Linked DNA regions of Mus musculus: region 2 is linked to region 1. The links are chromatin contacts, called in public Hi-C maps. All regions are on one chromosome and are shown on one strand. The core of a region is the stretch at or near the end of the contact, and the rest is flanking DNA. Distances in the headings are between cores, read along the strand shown.

Region 1 (2,700 bases), core at 173-2,672:
CGATTCTCCCTGTGGTCTTGGGAGCTCCAATGTCCCCGAGCCCAAAGTCAGCCTTGGGAGCTGACTTTCCCTTAGTGCTTTAAGGGGTATCCTGCCAGGTGTGATCTGGGGAGACCACCTCACTTCTGTCTATGGAGATGCTTTCCTCCCTAGCCAAACTCACTGATGCTGCAATCAAATGGTACTTCAGACGCCTTTCTCTGCTTTGTAGTTCCTCAAAACATTCCAAGTGTGGGGCTTTGCCATCAAAAACAGTAAAAAGGGTTGTAGTCTGATGTCCAACCTGGGGCCTAAATGCTGTACCCTGACCTGTGTGCATGCACGTGAGTGTGTGTATGTGAGTGTGTGTGTGTGTGTGTATGTGAGTGTGTGTGAGTGTGTGTGTATGTTGGTGTGTGTGTGTATGTGAGTGTGTGTATGTGAGTGTGTGTGTGAGTGTGTGTGTGTGAGTGTGTGTATGTGAGTGTGTGTGTGTGAGTGTGTGTGAGTATGTGTGAGTGTGTGTGTGTATGTGAGTGTGTGTATGTGAGTGTGTGTGAGTGTGTGTATATGTTAGTGTGTGTGTATGTGAGTGTATATGTGAGTGTATGTGAGTGTGTGTGTGAGTGTGTGTGTGTGAGTGTGTGTGTGTGTGTGTGTGTGTGTGTGTGTGTGTGTGTGTGTGTGTTTGCAGGTGCATGACTATGTATAGGTATGAGTACATATGTGTCTGTGGAGACCAGAGGACAATCTCAACTGTAGTTCCTCATAATCCATCATGTTTTGTGAGAAAAAAAAAAAAAACTCTCACTTTTACCTGCAACTCACCAGTTTGGCTGCTGGCTACCAGTGAGCCCCAGGGAGCCACGGTCTTTGCTTCTTTAGAGCTGAGATTATAAGTGTGTGCCACAATGCTCAACTAGATTTTTAAACATAGGAGCTGCACATTGAACAGTTAGGTCTTTGTGTGTGCAAGGCAAGCACTTACTTACTGAGCCACCGCGCAATCCCACGACACACACGCTTTTAAGCCAGTAAATCTTAACTCTTAGATGCAGCTTTCCAGCGTGGCACACGGGCTCGGAAGGATCGATAGCAGCCGGTCACAAAGACAGGCATGCGCAGTTGATCCAGCATCTCAGTCTGTGCCTTCTACAGTACAGCGTTCAAACAGCAGTCTAGAAGGAAAAAGCCAGAGAGATGCAGACTTGTCAAGCCTCATCCTGCAGAGACAGAGACCAGGGAAAGATGCTATTGGGAAGGGAGTGGAACCTGAGCCCAGCTCCTGTGAACACCTTTGGCCATTGTTGCTTTGTTTTGTCAGTTAGTTTGTTTGTTTACAATCAGAAAACACAAGTTGCATGCAGAACACTGCACTGCGCCAAAGCAAAATTACAAGCAGCATGTTTCCTGACTACAAGGCAACATCTGCTAAGTTCCTCCCACGCAGCCCTGGGCCCTGCTAACTAACAATGGACCACGTCCTGGGCAAAGGACTTGCTCTCCCAGAGACCACACTCCCCAGACAGTCACGCTGCCAGAGTAACCCTGCAATTTTTGCTCAGGCGTTGAAGAGAACTAGATAATATTAGGCTCAATTCTGCTTAGACAGGGGCTTATTTCTTCTAAAAACAGAGAAGGAGACAGACAAAATTCCTGCCCAAATCTGTTAGCCGTGGCCTTGTGGCCAAATCCCAGGAATTCTGCCCTGGCTGGAAAGACTAAGACCTCAGCACTTCTGAGCAAGGGGGATTTGGGCCAGAGACTCCACCTCGCATTCCTGGTCTCAGAATGGTAGCAAGATTCCTCAGAGGGAACAGGCCCTCCAGGGCATTCTGACTCTGTGGAAAGAAGCTATGGTACCTGGAGACTTCTGTTCTTTTTCTTTCTGTTTTTATTATTATTGCAAGAATTTTAATGATTCCATAGTTGGGATGGAGATATGGAGATTTGAACTTACAAAGTTTGACGCCAGGAGAGACCCCCATCTCAAAAAGAGGAGGATGGCGCCTAGATATTGACAAAGGAAATTGTTCTGGGATCTACACACACACACACACACACACACACACACACATACACACTAGACTAGCACCTGGTAAGCATCCTAGAAACATTCATTGTAAAAATAGCATTCTCTTAGTTATAGAAGGGGCTCTCACTGGAAACAAATTTTGAAAACACAAATGAGTGAGGGGACACAGTTGAATTCATCTGCTATTTCAGTTCATACACATGGTGCCTTATTAAAATATGTCTTCTGGAATCTTCTATCTATAAACCAAGTGTGTCTACATCACATATCCTAATTAAGCACTTTTTTACTCACAAGGAAATGGAGTGTGTGTGTGTGTGTGTGTGTGTACTAGCTTGTAGTTACTCCTCCATATTTACTGGCATCTAATTTGCATATAATCTGCAAGCACCCTCCCATGCATTATAAATTATCCCTGTATTGCTTATAGTGACTGATGCAATGTAAGTGCTAGAGAGATACTACATTGTTTTGTTTAGAGGATAACAAGAATAAAAGATATGTGCACGTATTCAATGCAGTTGCAAGGGTTTTTTTTTCCAAAATTTTATGTGTGCATGATGTACGCCTGTGTATGTGTGAGTGTTAGCATGTGTGACACAGCACGTGTGTGCCATGGTGTGTGTGTGACGGTGCATGTGTGAAGGGCAGAGGACATCTCAGGTGCTGGTCCTTCTGGTTTACCT
Region 2 (2,700 bases), core at 143-2,642, 120 kb before region 1:
GTCAGTAGCCAGGGATGACACTAGGACACTGATTCCTCTCTGTGTTTGCTTATGTTTTTTTTTTCTCTGCTTGTTTGTTTTATGATGCATTTTTGTGGATGCAGGAGAAATAGGCACTGGGAGAACAGTGGCTTTTGCTGAACATGGGATGCCCAAGCTGACTATGATGAGTCAGGACAGTCATGGACCAAAGAAATGCAAGCTGGAAGGCAGAAGGCTAACCATACCCACAAGGTACCCCAAGAGCCACTCAAGAAGTCTCCCTGGCTGAGAGAAGGCCACAGAAACGCTGGGCAGGGACAAGATAATTGTCTCTTCAACTCTAGATCCACAGGGGATCTAGGCATGTGCATCCCGTTGCTTCTGACCTGTAACCTTCCTTCCTTCACTTACATTTGTTTTTTGTTTTTTTTTGTTTTGTTTTGTTTTGTTTTTTCTTCACAGAAGAACTGCTAGTTCCCAGGATACTAGGTTAGGCCCCGCAGTCTACATTGACTGCTCAGGGTGTATGACCTGTGCTTTTGTAATGTATAGGCATTGTAATACACACCCATTACTGCCCTGCAGTGCCCTAAGGAATTCAGTAAGACAAAAACCGGGGAATCTCCTTGCATATCAAACCCATTTGAGGTTTCTCACCGTTTTGGGACAGACTCTTCTCTGTCGCCAGAGAAACCCAGGACAAAAGACAGAAAACTAGTAGTTTGCTGGAAATGATGCGCCTGCTCTTGGTGTTGGTTCCAGACAGTTCTAGGATGGATAAGAAGGGGCATTTGGAGAGTTTAAGTACTACTCGCTCTCTGTAAGTGGCAGGGTTCAGGTTTGAACCCTAATCTGTCTGAGGAGTCCTAGGTCACTCATTATACTATAAGATCTCCTGGACCTCTCAACACTGGCCAAAGTAGCAACAGAGGGGAGCTGATGGTGGATGCTTGGCCTCTCCTTCCTTCTTAGATCCTCAGGGCTTACAAAGTGCTTGGCACACAGTGGACTCTGGGATGATCCTGTTAGATAGTATTGAATGAAATAATGCCCCATCCCACTGACCGTTCCTGTGCACTTTTGCCACAACCAGGACTCAGCCAAGCCATCCCTGAAGAGCCTTCCGAAGGCATTTGTCAGGTTCCTTCATCTCCTCTGAATGACATACTCATCTCTGGCTGCCAGGATAACAATCCTTGTAATACAGCCTCTTGTCTTTATAAAGGATAGAAAAGCATCTCCCCTCTGCCCAGCCCCCTACTGATCCACTCATTTTCCAACCTCTCCCTGCCAGCAGGCCAAGCTACGGTTGATTAGGGCAATGAGGCTTGCTCCGGCTTCCTCTGTCCCTCCCCAGGTCCTTGGCACTGAGCAGCAGTCCACTGTCTATCAATACTGTCTGGCACCAGAAGAAAGCCCCTCTCCCTTCCTGCACCCAGCATCCAGTTGCCTAGAAACCAGGACAGAAGCCGAGAGCATCTTGGGTTTCTTTTTCATTTCCTTGCCAGGTCTCAAAAGCAAGCAGTTGTTTGTTTTACGCAGAATGTTGTACAGTGGAGGCCTTGCCTTAACCTTGCCCAGATGATTTCATCAACCTGCGTCATGGTGATGCAGACTGACAGGGACAGCCACCGAGGGCTCAGCATCAGTGCCATTTGGTGATCGGTGCACCCGCTCATAATTAACAATGAGTGCTGAACATGGATTGTTTTAGAGACAGCCAGGCTGAGGATCGACCCGTATGTGTGAGTGTGTGTGTGTGTGTGTGTGTGTGTGTGTGTGTGTGTGCCTGTGGGTGTGCCCAGGCACGTGTTAAAATTGGCAGCATTGTGAACTGCAACTCGCTGTAGCCACGTGCAGAAAGGAAGAGAGATTTTTCTTTTCCCAGCAGAACAAAAGCCTGTCTTGAACATCCTTTCTGACTTTGCTAGACGACACCACACAATTCTGGGCAGGGTGAAGGTGCCAAGATTCTGCATGGCTCTTCCTCAGGAAGACCTAGTGGAAAGATGGATCATTTTTACAGGAGCCTGGGAAGAGGTGCAGGTTTAACAGTTACAAATGGGATGGAAGCCACTCCACCCTGTTCCATGCTTAGGACAGGGTCTCTCCTGAATCTCAGGCTGACCTTGGGCTCATTATACAGCCCAGGATGACCTTGACCTTCTCATCCACCAGCTTTCAACCCCAAGATGCTGAAATTGCAGCCAGGAGCAAACATGCCTGGCTTATGTGGTACTGGGGAGTGAAGCCAGGACTCTGTACATACTCTACCAGCTGAGCCATGTTCCCAACCCTCCACTCTGAGCTCTTGTCTTAGCTCTAAGAGGACCAAAGAGTGGTTAGGACCGAGCCTGGCTGATGTCATCTCATGTTCTGTTCCACCTGAATACTGTCCTCAAAGCTTATGGGATTACATCTGTGCTGAAGGGGGACCAAATTCACCCTTGCCAAGGCTCCCTTGTGTACCCAAGTATGACACCTTTTGAGGAGCCCAGAAAGCCAGACTTAATGGAGCAAGCCACTTATCAGGAGTGCTGAGCCATGGACCTGGCTTCTCATTAGGTCTCGGTACCATAAATGTATCCTGGTTCTCTGGACAGGGATGGACCAGCATATTGCCTGAGGTTAGACAGCTAATGAACCTGAACTCCACAATCTGAACTCCATAGCTGACTCAGAAATTCTTATGAAAATACTTCAGCTATCTTCCTGTAT

Evidence for each region. A called contact is a pair of places that touch in the nucleus more often than the background predicts.
Region 2: a Hi-C map of cortical neurons shows a contact between it and region 1, with 4 times the contacts expected there. The contact joins two enhancer-like sites. A contact is called at or near these places in 1 of 15 datasets of contacts at CTCF or cohesin (the NIH/3T3 cell line), 11 of 484 Hi-C or Micro-C datasets (cerebellar granule neurons, cerebral cortex, cortical neurons and 7 more) and 2 of 115 datasets of contacts at active chromatin or transcription factors (astrocytes and intestinal villus epithelium).

What each region holds. Positions count from the first base shown.
Region 1 is chr7:129,660,988-129,663,687 of GRCm38.p6, reverse strand. Gm39094 (a long non-coding RNA gene) reads right to left here. Exons shown (of 3, transcript XR_869977.1): 3 at 626-1,157. Among named protein-coding and RNA genes, the nearest start is that of Gm39094, 4.2 kb to the right of the region's middle. Within about 2 kb of position 1,422, at least 56 of the 459 cell types and tissues checked have an H3K27ac peak or open chromatin away from gene starts, as enhancers often do. A contact at or near this core is called in cerebral cortex, cortical neurons and neural progenitor cells, where this site is marked.
Region 2 is chr7:129,777,988-129,780,687 of GRCm38.p6, reverse strand. All of the region lies in intron 1 of Gm33323 (a long non-coding RNA gene), which reads right to left. Among named protein-coding and RNA genes, the nearest start is that of Gm33398, 15 kb to the right of the region's middle. Within about 2 kb of position 1,392, at least 48 of the 459 cell types and tissues checked have an H3K27ac peak or open chromatin away from gene starts, as enhancers often do. A contact at or near this core is called in cerebral cortex, cortical neurons and neural progenitor cells, where this site is marked.